2 separate regions of the Pan troglodytes genome follow, and region 1 is linked to region 2. Evidence: chromatin contacts called from public Hi-C data. All regions are on one chromosome and are shown on one strand. The core of a region is the stretch at or near the end of the contact, and the rest is flanking DNA. Distances in the headings are between cores, read along the strand shown. Region 1 holds the start of CCDC15 (coiled-coil domain containing 15). Region 2 holds the start of SIAE (sialic acid acetylesterase).

The links. Hi-C and Micro-C count contacts between places; a contact is called where the count stands out from the background.
Region 1: a Hi-C map of stem cell-derived neural progenitor cells shows a contact between it and region 2, with 3 times the contacts expected there. The contact joins the promoter of CCDC15 here to the promoter of SIAE in region 2. A contact is called at or near these places in 2 of 7 Hi-C or Micro-C datasets (blood and stem cell-derived neural progenitor cells).

Annotation. Positions count from the first base shown.
Region 1 is chr9:126,896,609-126,903,390 of NHGRI_mPanTro3-v2.0_pri, reverse strand. It overlaps CCDC15 (coiled-coil domain containing 15), which reads right to left and starts at 4,782. Exons shown (of 17, transcript XM_016922221.3): 1 at 4,297-4,782; 2 at 3,758-3,943. The coding sequence starts at 3,934.
Region 2 is chr9:126,616,193-126,623,226 of NHGRI_mPanTro3-v2.0_pri, reverse strand. It overlaps SIAE (sialic acid acetylesterase), which reads left to right and starts at 4,448. Exons shown (of 10, transcript XM_508836.6): 1 at 4,448-4,562. The coding sequence starts at 4,496. It overlaps SPA17 (sperm autoantigenic protein 17), which reads right to left and starts at 4,350. Exons shown (of 5, transcript XM_003313397.4): 1 at 4,252-4,350; 2 at 2,776-2,956. The coding sequence starts at 2,929.

The sequences.
Region 1 (6,782 bases), core at 3,533-6,032, 280 kb before region 2:
CTCTTATGCTATAACACCTCTCATTTCACCAATGTTAACTGAGTATAGTACTTCTTGACTCCCCTACTAGATTATGAACTCTTTGAGGGCAGGATATGTATTCAATTCTCCTTTATTTCCCCTACGGCATCTAGTACAGAGCCTTCACTATAAGGGTAGTCAATATATATTTATATAATTGCTCAATTCCAAAACATATTCTAAACCAGGGGTGTCCAATATTTTGGCTTCCCTGGGCCATGTTGGAAGAACTGTCACATAAAATACATTAACACTAGTAGCTGATGAGAAAAAAAAAATCACAAAAAAACTCATTGTGTTAATTAAGAAAATTTATTAATTTACATTGGGTCGCATTCAAAGCCATCCTGGGCCACATGTGGCCCATGGCCGCATGTTGGACAAGCTTGTTCTGAACAATCTGAAACACTTTATCCCATTTGAGTTCTTGATCTGCATTTATCTCCTCTAAGTGCTTTGAATAATAATCATAGTCATCATCATAACAGCACTTATCATTATTATGGATCTATCAGGTGACAAGTATTTTAACTACATTGTAGCACTCTATCCTCAAAACCACCTTTGGCAGTAGGTATTCTTATCCCTTATGTTACAGATGAGGAAACTGGAGTTCAGAAAGATTAAGTAATTTTAATATAGCTAACTAGTAGCAGAACTAGAAGTTTCTGACTCCAACAATTATGTTCCTCTCTACACTGCTTTTCTCTTGACTATGTCTCTCTTTCACTAGGAATTTTCAAATTAAATAAAATCATCATCATATCTCGTACCTATTCCTTCTAACTCAGTGATTCCAACTTCTAATTCTGAAGGGTACCTCAGATCATTTTACAGGCTGTCATTAAATTCTCAAAATCAAATGCATTCAAATTTCAATTTAAGTTAAAATTTCCAAGATGTCTATCCCATAAACTACTCTAGTGGAGTGTACAAGTGTCAAAGAACAATTAGGTAAAATAATTCCAACGGAGAGATATATACGTAATGAAGCCTGAACAACTGACCCAGCTTAACTCAAGCCCCAGACAAGTTTAAGCCATTCGGCCTCTTTCTTTTACCTCCATTTTCTCTGCTCCTCTTTTACTCCACAAGATTACAAGCCAGGTCATAAAGAAACTTCCACCTCTGTTCTTAGAGTGCTCATTCTGAAGGAAGTCAGCACCATATAAAAATTCAGACTACCCTGAGATTACCATGCTGTGAGGAAGCCCAAGTTAGTCAAACAGAGAAGCCATGTGAAAAGAGAAACATATCTAACCAGCACCCAGACATTCTAGTCATCCTAGGCCAAGCGTCAGATATGTGAATAAGAAAGCCATCTTGGACATTACAGCCCAGCAGGTGCCACATTACTGGGAGAACTTGACTATTTTCTAGCTCCAGCCAATAGCCGGAAAATAGTCAAGGTGTCTCAGACATGTCCAGTTATTTGAGCCCCAGCTGAGGCCCCAGACACTATGGGGCAGAGACAAGCCATTACCACTGTACCCTGCTCAAATTCCTGATACATAGTATTATTTGCTTTATACCACTAAGTTCTGGGGTGGTTGGTTACACAGCAAAAGGTAACCAGAACAAATTATAAAATAATGCAATCCCATATATGATGATAGAACAGCAGTGTCTTTTGATGCTAATTTATTAATAATTATTGGGGGGAGGTAGTCTAAAGCTATGACATTTTTAGGAATCCTGATGGCCCCCTGAAATTTTGGGGAGAAAAATGAGTAGAAGTTCCCCTTTAGAACAGACATGATCTAAGGGCTAAGCTTTAGAAGTAACTATTCAGCATTTATTTTGAGCTGACAGAGCTATATCCGTTAATAAGGGTGGATACCCAGACTAGATATGCTAAAGCTATAAGGAGTTCTATTAGATGCTTGATCAAATTCCCTTTGGCTGGAACTGATTAGAAATTTTTAAATCAGGAAAAGGAGATATGTTTATCCATGTTCCAAGACTTTAATATTTTGAGTTAATGTGTGTGAATACGATAGTCAATACTTCTTAACACAGAAAAAGTTTGATGGTGTCAAATTTTAGGCATGTTGACACTACTGATATTATACAGATGTAGTTTGAGCAATTACAAAGAGGTGTCAACAACTTAAATACCAAAATATCTTTATACCAAATCTTACCAAGTCTTGTGGGGTGTTTCCTGCATTCATCCCTTCTCATTCCACTCCTTTTTTTTTTCCAGAGATGGGGTCTCACTCTATTGCCCAGGCTAGAGTGCAGTAGTATGATCATAGTTCACTGCAGCCTACAACTCGTGGGCTCAAGCACTTCAACCATCCTTTTTCAAGGCTGTTCTTCTCTATTTCTTACCACTAACAAAGTTTCGATGCTATACTCCATGCTTAAATTATTATAATTATATTCTAATTTATCCCCAGGATCCAATCACTCCCTATCCTTCAAAACCTTCGAAGCAGTTCATCTAATGAAAACACTGGTTGATCATGACATTCACCTGTAAATATTAAACAAAGTCAATCCCTTCTCCAAAATTTCCTAAGGTACTCTACCATCCCTATTTTCCATAATCCTGTCAGCGACCATTCTCCTACTAAGCTTTCCACTCCAATCGATCTAATCTACCCTTAGAATCCTGAACCTTGCTTACTTCTTACTCTCCTCATTCTCCTTAATAGGAGAATCATTCCCTTCCCTTCTCCGATCAAATTCTTCATTACACTTTCCTGGGTCACATCAACCCAACGTCATAGCTTCTTGATTGAGCATTATATTCTTAGAACTTAGATAGATATACCACCTAGACTCTTAAAATCCTTTTTGGAAATAGGCAGGGTAGGAATAAATCAATGAATACACATACATATGTGCAAACATAAATAAAATGAATATAGTATATTGCGTTACTTTAACATTTAAACATGTCTCATTTCTCTTCTGAGATCAAGTACACTGAGGGAACATATCTCATCCTTTTTTCATCCATGTTCAGCACCTTGTCTACACATACAGAAGACATTTTGTGCCTTTCATAAATACTTCATGAGTGTCTATATTGATTAGGCAGTATTTAAGATAAAAGTGGGAATGTGATGATAAATGACATTTGTTCTCTACGCTCAAGGAGCTCACACTGCATCAGGAAAAGATATATAAACAATCTACTATAACACAATGTGGTAAGTGCCAAGTTAAATTTGAACAAATAGCTAAGGGGCACAGTTTGGTGAAAGACTATCAGAAACCATGGAATTTCTAGTTAGACTTTCTCAGATTACCAGAGTTCATCTCTTTCTCCTTTATTCTATTACTCCATTTTGCCTGAATCCTCATTACAAAATTTATCATAAACCTTAAGCAACCAATTAATGTTACTTGAAGTATGCCAACTATCATCCATACTAAGTTGCAGTGTCTGGAAGATGTAGATAGTGCTTATGTCTTGGGCATAACAAGCAATCAAGAGTCTGAAGTAAACTGATATACAGATATATATCTATATAACCTGTTCCATGTAGATTATGCTCTATATATTATAGTAGGTGAGTAATACATATTTGATTATGCCAACTAAAGCTGCAGTCAAGTTTTGGCAAATACTTGTCCTATAATCCTAATGCAAGAGCATAAACTGTTTATGGCAGAATAGAAACAGCATCCTCGGACTGTTCATCTTTAAGCACCCAGGATTAAAGAAGGCTAATAAAAAGGGTGGTGGGGAACCCCACCATATTTGGATCAAACTGACACTCACATATGCTGGGATTTCCGAACTACCTGGTGAGGCAGGTTCCACCCATGCCCCAACTGGTACTATAGCCTCGTTCCTCTCAGCCAGCACTGCCAACACGTCCTTGCTCTTCAGGGGGTTTAAAGCCAGGGGCAACCTTGAGGTATTTCGAGGTTTCTTTCGGGCCATACTTCCCAGCATCTGTGACTCCTGATTAGGAGAAAGAAAAAGCTTAAAATCTTCAAATGACTGCATTAAAAGTTCAACCTCCTAACACATGAGCCACAGGCCCGTGAAAAGGAGAGAAGCCCTGGAGGCAGGAGCCTGGCATGAAGTGGAAACACGAGGATTCTAGAGAAAAAGGAAGAAAAGAAGGGAAGAGAAATGGGAAGAAATAAAGAGGCAAGGAAAGGTTTTTAAGTTGCCTTCTAGAAGAAATGGCGATGAGAGGGAAGAGAAAGGATGGGAATGACAGAACGAAGACTGTCCTCAGCTGTGGGCGCAGCGAGGCGGGAAGGGAGGAATGACAGCTGCAACCTGGAGAAAGAGGGAGGGGCGGGGACCTGTGTCTGCAGCCGAGTCCCAATAATCGGTATAGGTTGTGGGAAGACGCGCCGAACGGCTGGGAGCCTCGGGCCAGATAAAAGCCTGCTTCTGAGGCCCCGAGGCCTGCTCCGGCTGAGATGGCACTGGCCAGGAATCGGCCCGCAGCTCGCCACAGACTCAGTCTACTCGGAGTACTAAGGTAACCGCCTCAAGTAAACCGCCACTTTGCGGTGGGCTGCTCCGTCCCGCCCATCCGTAGCCTTATGCCCGCCCTTTCCGGAGCCCGCGTCCCCTCCCGGAGCTGGGAAGGCGTGAGAGGTGGAGTTTCGAGCGTCCGAGGTATCGTCATTTCCTCTTCCTGTCCGGCTGAGGGGGCGGGGACGTGTGGGTAAGCGGAGTCGCTGGGTAATGCGCCATGTGAGGCGCGGTGGGACTGTAGTTCCTGGACCAACGCCGAGACTTCCTAAATCCCTCCGGAAAGGGATGCGTTGGGCCTGTGATCTGGCGACTAGGAGGGTCAGGAGTCCCAGTAGAGGGAATCACGGGAAAAGAATGAAAGAGGGAGGCGAGCCTGGCACGGCTTCCTGGAGAAACAAACTAAGCTAACAAATTTTTCGGATCCTTTGTGCAGCTAATTTTACAGTACTGTTTCATACATCTTATTATATTTGGACATCACGGCCTGTTGAGTGGTCTCCCTCTCTGCTGCAAGCTCTGCTGTAATCCAGAGACACTCAATTATCCCTGTAGGATAATTTATTCATTCGATTAACATACATTACTACTAACTTTTTATAAACCAGTACTGTTCCAAGCACCGGAGATACATAGCTATGAACGAAACAAATATCCCTGCTCAGGGAATTCACAATAGAGTGAGGGGAAATAAGCGAATAAACAATGAGTAAGTAAATGTGTGTGATGTGGAGTAAAAGCAAAGAAAGCCGATAGGGAGTGTGGTGGGCAGGGTGGGGATGGGAGGGATGAAATATTAGAACGTCCAGAGAAGCTGCACTGAGATACTTTTCAGCAAAGACTTAAATGAGATAATGGAAGAAGCCACTGTGCTCTTCAACGGAGGCTTTATAAACATGTTCCAGATATAACAGCAAGTATAAACGCCCCAAGGTGGAAGCATTGCCTGGTTGAGAAAAAGTCAGGAGGATAGTGTGACTGGAGCAGAGGGAGAGTGGAAGAATGCTGAGACAGTAGGTCAAGCAGGCAATCCGATCAAACATCGTAAGCCACCATAGGTGTTGAGATGGGGAGCCACTGGAGCAAGGTTTGGAGCAAAGGAACACCATAATGTGACAAAATCTAAAAAATAATAATTCCGAATGCTGTAGTGAGAATAGACTGTAAAGAAGACCAATTAGGTGGCTATTGCAATAATTCAGTTAAGGGATTGTGATGTCTTGGATCAAGGAGGTAGTGGTGGAGATGATGATAAGTGGTTGGATTCTGTTATCTATTTGGGAGGCAAAACTTTCAGGATCTGTTGAAGGTTTGGATATGGATTGTGTGAGGGAGAGATGTCAAGGAAAACTAGGGGTTTCATCCTGAGCAGCTGTCAGGATGAAATTACTATTTACTGAGATAGTGAAGATGGTGGAAGGAGTAGATTTGGAAAGGGGAAGATCAGGAGTTCAGTTTGGGGCAGATTAAGTTTTATCTAATCAACATCCAAGAAGATAGTATGAGAAAAAGTGTCTGGAGCTCAGAGAAGGGTTCTGGGCTACAAATATAAATCTAAGAGTCGTTAGCCTGTAGATTTAAAGCCATGAGACTGGATGGAGTCATCAAGGGGTTGAATATAGACAGATAAAAGAATAAATCCTAAAACAGCCCCAGGGTATGTCAGTATTACAGAGGCTGAGAAAAAGAGGAGGAGAATGCTAAGAGATTGAGAAGGATTAATCAGTAAACCAAGGAAGAAAACTATGAGGGTGCGATACCTTGAAAGCCAGGTGAAAAAGAAATGTTCCATTGAGGGCAGACAATCTGTGTTAAATCCTACTGACAGATCAAATAAGGTAAGGACTGAAAATTGACTATTGGATTTGACCATGTGGAAGTGATTGATAACTTTTAAAAGAGCAGTGTCTTTAGAGCAGTTGGAGAGCAAAAGCCTGATGGGCTAGGCAAGAAAGAGTAGGAGAAGGAATTGGAGACAGCAATTTTAGACAATTCTTTCCATGAATTTTGTTGTGAAGGGACACAGCGAAAGAGGTGGCTGAACGTAGAGGTAGGATCATTGGAGAGTTCTTTAAGATCATAGCATATATTTGTTATTGATGGAAATTAACCAATAGACAGGAGAAAACTAATGATGCAGGAGAGATATGGGAGAATTTAGGGATCTACAGTCATGTGTCACTTAAAGATGGGAATACATTTTGATAAATGTTAGGTGATTTTGTCTTTGTGCAAACCTCATAGAGGAAATGGAATTTAGTGAACAAGTGGAGGGATTGGCCTTAGATAGCAGGAGGTATGGTTAATT
Region 2 (7,034 bases), core at 3,199-5,698:
TGTATAGATGTATTATAGTTTGTTCACTCAAACTTCTATGGATATTTGGGTTGTTTCTACAAAGAATGATGCCCTGAAAAGTGTAGAAGTGGCACCTCCGGGTCAAAGGTTAAATACATATATAATTTTGGTAGGTATTGCTAAGTTCCCCTCCTGGAAGTTATGGCATTTTGCTTATCCACCAGCAATGTATATAAATGCTTATTATCCCACAGCCTACAGAGTATGTTGGCTTTGTGCCAATGTAATGGAGGGGTTGTTATTGGTAGCTCAGTGTAGTTTTGATTTGGACTTCTGTTATTATGCATTAGTTTGAATATACTTTCATAAGTGCCATTTGCATTCATTTTTGTGTGAATTGTTTGCTCATATCTCTTGCCAATATTTTCTGTTGGATTCTATAAGCCTATAACACACTGTTTTTACAAACTATTTATTTATTAGGGCTATTAACCCATTGGGATATAAATTGCAAATATTTTTTGTTTGTCTTTGGTAGTTTTGTTTTCCTCACAGTGCTTTTTCTCATGTAAAAGTTTACTTTTATGTTGTCAATTTATAACAATCTTTTCTCTAATTGCTTCCGAATTTTTGAAGCAATTAAAGCAATTTAGCTAGCAAAATTTTTTCTTCTCTTATAGAGAAACTCATCCATATTTTCTTCTAGTATCTGTATAGTTTCTTTTAAAAAATATTTATATACTCGACTAATTTGGAATTTGTCCTTGTGTATAAGAAATTGATCCAATTTTATCTTTTTCCTTCTTTATCTTAAAATAATAAAAAGTCCACCTTTTTCCTAGTGACCTGAAATACATTTAAATCATATACTAACATGTTTCCTGTCACAAAAATAAAAATTAAGAGTAGTAACCACCTATGATGAATGCTGGCAAGGGAATTCTTGCATTGTGTGGGAGACTGAGCCAGAGGTCCATAATGATTGTTTTTTTTTCCTTTTTGAAGAGACTGAATTCTGATACTTGTATCTTCTAGATAATTTGTCTTTGGTTGACATGGGTGGAATTGGGTGTGGTGCTTACAATTTTTTCAAATGGTTTTACCCATTGTTTATTAGAGAGCTAGTGTCCTGAGACCACTAATCTGAATCATCATTTGCTTTAATTATTGTGATCCCGTAACAATGACGCAAATGTTTTTATAATGGAATATTTCTGAGTTCTAAAATTAAATAAATGACTAAAGACTTTTACTGCAAGAATTTGTAGTTAATCTTATAATAAAATTAATGTTCATTATAATTCACCTCTTTTCCCAAATAATTTAAGTTTTTTCCCTTTCCAACTTTTATTTTAGGTTCAAGGGATACACGTGCAGATTTGTTACATGGTTAAACTCTGTGTTAAGGGGCTTTGGTGTAGAGACAATTTTGTCACCAAGGTAATCAGCATAATGCCTGATAGGTAGTTTTTCAATCCTCACCCTCCTCCTACCTCTGCTCTCACATAGGCCCCCAAGTCTATTGCCAAATGATTTCTCTTAATAACGTTCCTCTTCTAAATATAGTTTATCAAATGTTTTCAGTGGAAAATATTTAAAGTTTCAGATTGTGCAACAAATATTCACCCTGACCGGATATGGAAAAGACCAGCAACATTCAGGAAATTGGCAGAGATTTTGAGCTCTGCTAGGGCAGGGCAAAAAAAGCAAGGGGTGGAGCTATGCAGTGTGTGTGGGAGTTGTTTTAATTCTACCCTTGTGCTAGGTTTTCTTCCACTATAAAATGATTACAATAGAATGTTTGTTTGCTTGTGCCTATTTCTAGTCACCTTTACCACTCTGTTAGAATACTGTAATACAAAGTAATGATGACAAGAATTTACACAAAATGGATGTTCTAATCAACAATGGCTTTCCGCGGGTTGGGGCAGGCAGGGGTCGTGGGAGTGCCCAAGATGGAGTGCAGTGGCTATTCACAGGTTTAATCATAGCTCACTACCGTCTTGAATCCCTGGGCTCAAGTGATCCTCCTGCCTCAGCCCCTGAGTAGCTGGTACTAAAGGTGCGCACCACCATGCCTGGCTAAGGATAGGTTTTTAGTACAAAACTGGTAAAGTCCTGACAGTCATAAACCTTCAAGGTTGGGGATTTGTAAATTTTATTTATAGGAGTGAAGGAATTTTGCCTTGGCTTTCAACCAAATAGTTATTGTTAGTGGGCATCTGGGTCTCTGTGCAGGATGGAATTTAGCATAAAGAATATAAATTACCTTTCCAAACTGGTATTCCACCTTTCAAATCAGTTTGTCTGTGCCGTTATTGCAGAACAGTTTCATATATCCCAGTGAATATCAGTTTATTTAAAGAGTGCAGAATTCTTTTTGCAGCACTTAAAATACTTTCAAATGGAAGGAATCAAAATTGAAAGGAAACCACAGATACTCATCTCAGGAATAACAGTCAGCTGCCAGGGATGCACAGGAACAGTATGCTGGAACGTGGCGAGGGTAGACTGTATGATCTTTTTTTCCCCCACTGATTTCTCCCGAGAAATGTATGCTCTTTTGCAGTTACCGTCCACGCTGTATGTCCGTGAGAAATACAATGAAGACGGTCTGAATAATTCCATAATATGAAACGAATTTAAGAGAACATATCAAAGGGGTACATACTGTTTCAAAGAGCAAGAACTGTTATCTGAAACTCCCTGCCTCATAAAGGCTTTCTGCAGAATGGAGACGGTCTTAAGCGAGTTTTACCATAAACAAATGCTTAGTTTCTTATTTTAAAAAATGACTAATTTTAGAAAGCTTACTCTCTCTTTTCTCTAGAAGGCTCTCAAAATAGGCTGCTGCAAAAGCTGGTATATTGTCCGGTTGCTCTCTCAGAATCTCGCGTGTCAGCCCTTCAAGAAGATTCCCAAATCCTTGTGGAATTCGGTAGTGGGTGTTGGAGAATGGAATCGACATCTTCTTGGTAAGAACTGCCTATGGAACCTAAAGATTCATTAAAGAGTGCTGTCTTTAAATTAGTCTGATTTTACTTATATAATCACAACTATGCCAACAAATTATTTCTGAGACTCATACATCTGGACTTGAATTCTTTTTTCCCTAACACAACCCAAGCCCATCCATTTCTTCCAAAGAGTTTTGAAATCTCCATTGTGAATTAGTATAATACAAACACAGACCCATTCACTAGGCCAAATCATTTAAAACCCTGCAAAAAACCCAAAATTTTCAATATGACTTTTTCTCTCTTTACCCTTTATATGCTCAAAAGGTAAGGGTAATTTTTGCTATCACACAGGAATTTAGAGAGAATGATTGCTAAAAAGTTAAATTGAATTCATTATCAATTGCTGAGAAGACCTTCTTTGAGGTCTATTTTTTTTTTTTAAAGAGTAGAAATTAGTCCTGGTTCTAGAAATTAATTTGTTGAATGAAGAAGTTGCACAATCTTTCCCTTTGCTGCCACTTCTGAAGCATGACCCACAATGCTTCGAACACCTTCGTACTGTGGAATGGGGTTGTGCGTGCGTGTGTGTGAGGGAGGGATGGGATGGGATGGGGCTGTGTGTCATGATTTTGAAATCCCAGCCTCTAAAGTTTTAGAATTCTTATATTTTTCGGTTTCTTCTTGATCAGGCTGTCTCTTTCTGTCTTGAAATACAAGGGCTAGATTAAGGGTAGCTGCTAAGCAGCGGGCTGAGCTACTGAGTATGAAAAGAATCCTCCGGGACCTGGCCTGTTAATGTGAGAGTGTGCGTCAATGCGGAATAGAGGCGGAGGCCGTGGTAGGGGTCCAGGTTGGGAGAACTGGACGGTTTAATGAGGCTCAGACTATGGAGGGTTCTCGTTTCATCGCTTTTTTTTTTTTTTCTTTGAGACGGGGTCTCTGGTCTCGAACTCCTGGGCTCCAGCGATGATCCCGCCTCAGCCTCCCGAGCAATTGGGATTACAGGCGCGCGCCACCACGCCTGACTCCTCTCTTTTGCTTTTTCTGAGGGAGCAGTAGATGGAGGTATCGAACCATTCTAGGGTGGTGAAAAGAGCTGGCGAGATTCTGAACCAATGTGGGCAGAGGAGGGCGGGCGGAGGGGGCACACGGGTCTAGTCGGGGGCGGGATGTTGAGGACCTGGGATTTCAGACTCGCGCAGAATGGGCTGCCTCGGCTCCCAAACGGCCCAGGGCTCCGAGGCTGCGTCTGGGATGCTGAGAGAATAAGAGAGACGAAGGGAAAAGGCTAGGTCTTGGTATCGGAGAGGAAGTGGGGAAGCGGCCTCACCTCCTTTCTCTCCGAGCTGGTGCCGCCGGTTCCGGTTGTTTTTCTCGTTGCTGGGTAACCGTTTTTTCTTTAAAAAAAAAAAAAAACTACGGCGGCCGAGAAGGGGCGAGCACAGCCCAGTCCTGAGGTCGCGGGAGGCTCCGAGGACTGCAAAAGGGTGGAGTCGGCCTCGCCCCCGCCCAGGCCCCGCCCCTGCCGGGAGCCCACTTTCCCAGTCCTGGGCGGCGGTCAGATCCTTGCAAGCATGGTCGCGCCGGGGCTTGTACTCGGGCTGGTGCTGCCATTAATCCTGTGGGCCGACAGAAGTGCAGGTGAGGCGGCCCGGCTCGGCCGGACCCCTGCCCCTCAGCCTGTGCGGGCTCCGAGACCCCGTGTCCTCTGCGGGACACGGATCCGCGCCCCTTTCTCAAGGTCGACGAAGGAACCTAGCTAGGCTAGCGGCTCGCGTCTCCGACCAAGGCCCGGTGTGCAGGAGTCTGCTGGGTTGAACCCCGGCCTCTCCACTTTCTCCACCCCCCACTTACCATCCCTGACATGCAGCCTGTGAGCAGGGAGAAAGTGCGGCTTGTCTGAGTGAGGAGGCCCAAATGTGCCCAGAAAGAGGCCTTCGGGGTCCTGGAGTAACTGCAGGGGAGCTCGGAGGGAAGGAGGCGAAGCTAGTTAGGTAATATTTGGAAACAGGTGACTGAATCTTCCAAAACATTTCAGCGCTACCCCCTCAGTGGTGCCCTTGGGGAGGGTTTGCTTCAGGCGGGGTTCCTTAGGGGAATTAAATTTTACTCGTTTAAGTGGTTATTAGGGCTAAGAAATACAACCCCCTCACTAGCTCTGACTATTTAAGGCTCAGTTTTGATTTCTGGTGCCGCTTACAGATATTGGTGGTGGGAAAATGTGAGTGGCATAGGGGAGGCTGGTGGCTCGCTTTGGCTGTTGCGCAGGTCAGATCTTGCCATTCGAATACCCTAGGCTGGACACTGGGTCACAGTATGGAAAAAGCAGAAGGTGCAATCTGTCTGATAATGCAAACTAAAGTGATAATGTTGGATTTCTTCCTTTCTTTTTCAAAACACTCAAAGAGTGGACCCCAGAGATCCCTGTTAAGAAATGATAGTTGGGGTAGGAGAACAGCGTGCAGAAAAATGACTCCTGCTCTACCTGAGAGCCGGAAAAGTACCTAGATTCAGACAAACTGCAGCCCATAAATGATTGTTCAGAGTCTAACAAAAGTGCAAAATGCTAGCACTCTGTATGCCATTTCCTGACTCTTATCTCCACTCAGTGACCTTTGAGATCCATCTTATGAGGTGGGGAAAAGATATTTTATTAGGTTTTCAGTTAAAGGCTGTTTATTTTAGTGTCAGTATTTTATCTCCTCCTTTGGGTCTTATTGTTACATCACCTTCATTAACATTGATCACATTTTTCATTCATTAGTACTCTACTTGGTTGCATATCCTGACGTTTTTCCTTTAAGTCATTCTCCCTGTGCCCATGTTTACCATGTAATGCTTGAGATGTACAAAATTATATGTAACAATGACACAATAAAATGAACACCCATGAGAGCAGCACCCAACTTAAGAACTAGAACATTGCCAGTCTATTGAGCCTGCCATTGTGCTCCTGGCCGATGCATCCGGAGCTCCTCACCAGAGGCAACCACTGTCCTCTCTTCCCCATAACACTAATTCCTGTTTTTCTACTCCAGCCCCAAATGAAGGAAAAAACTGAAGACCTAAAAAATCCAAATGTTGGCTCACACCTTTAATCCCAGCACTTTGGGAGGCTGAGGTGGGCGGATCACTTAGAGTCAGGAGTTCAAGACCAGCCTGGCCCACATGGCGAAACCCCGTCTCTACTAAAAATACAAAAAAATTGGCCGGGCACGGTGGCTCATGCTTGTAATCCCAGCACTTTGTGAGGCCAAGGTGGGCAGATCATGAGGTCAGGAGTTCGAGACCAGCCTGGCCAACGTAGTGAAACCCCATCTCTACTAAAGATATATATATAAAAAAAAATTAGCCAGGTGTGGTGGCACATGCCTGTAATCTCAGCTACTCGGGAGGCTGAGGCAGGAGAATCGCTTGAACCCCAGAGGCGGAAGTTGCAGTGAGCTGAGATCGCACCACTGCACTCCAGCCTGGGTGACAGAGCAAGACTCTGTCTCAAAAAAACAAACAAACAAAAAATCAAATGGTAAATGTATGTGTCTTGTGTTTGACACAAGGAATGACCAGCCTTGCTCTCTTTCTCATTCTCTCTCTTTTTTTGGTCCATTGCACAATTCCTTGACGTTCCACTGTCTACTCTAATGAGCTTAGAATTTAAACTTTACAAAGATGAGGAATATGATTTTTTCTTTGATTTTTCACAAGTATCTAATTTCGGCAAAGTGGGAATTTCAAGTTTGGAATCAAGTGACTTGTTTTCTAACTTGTCATAAACTATGTGATTTGAGACCAAAGGACATTAATGTTTGTGGTGTGTTTAGCACTGTGCCTGCCACAGGTAAAGTCTCTAGTAGAATGGAAGCTCCCTGTGGGCAAGGATTTTTGCCTGCTATTATTATTATTATTTTTTCATCGTTATATCCCCAATGCTTAAAATAGTAGGCATCAATAAATATTTGTTGAATTAACTAATGAACATGCAAGCTATTTTAAAAAATTGTTTAATCTGCTTTGGTCTCAGTTTCTTGATCAGTAATATGATTATACTTCTTGATCAGTAAGTAGCATGTTTATACTACGATTATGAAGATCCTTTCCACCTCTAAAACTCTT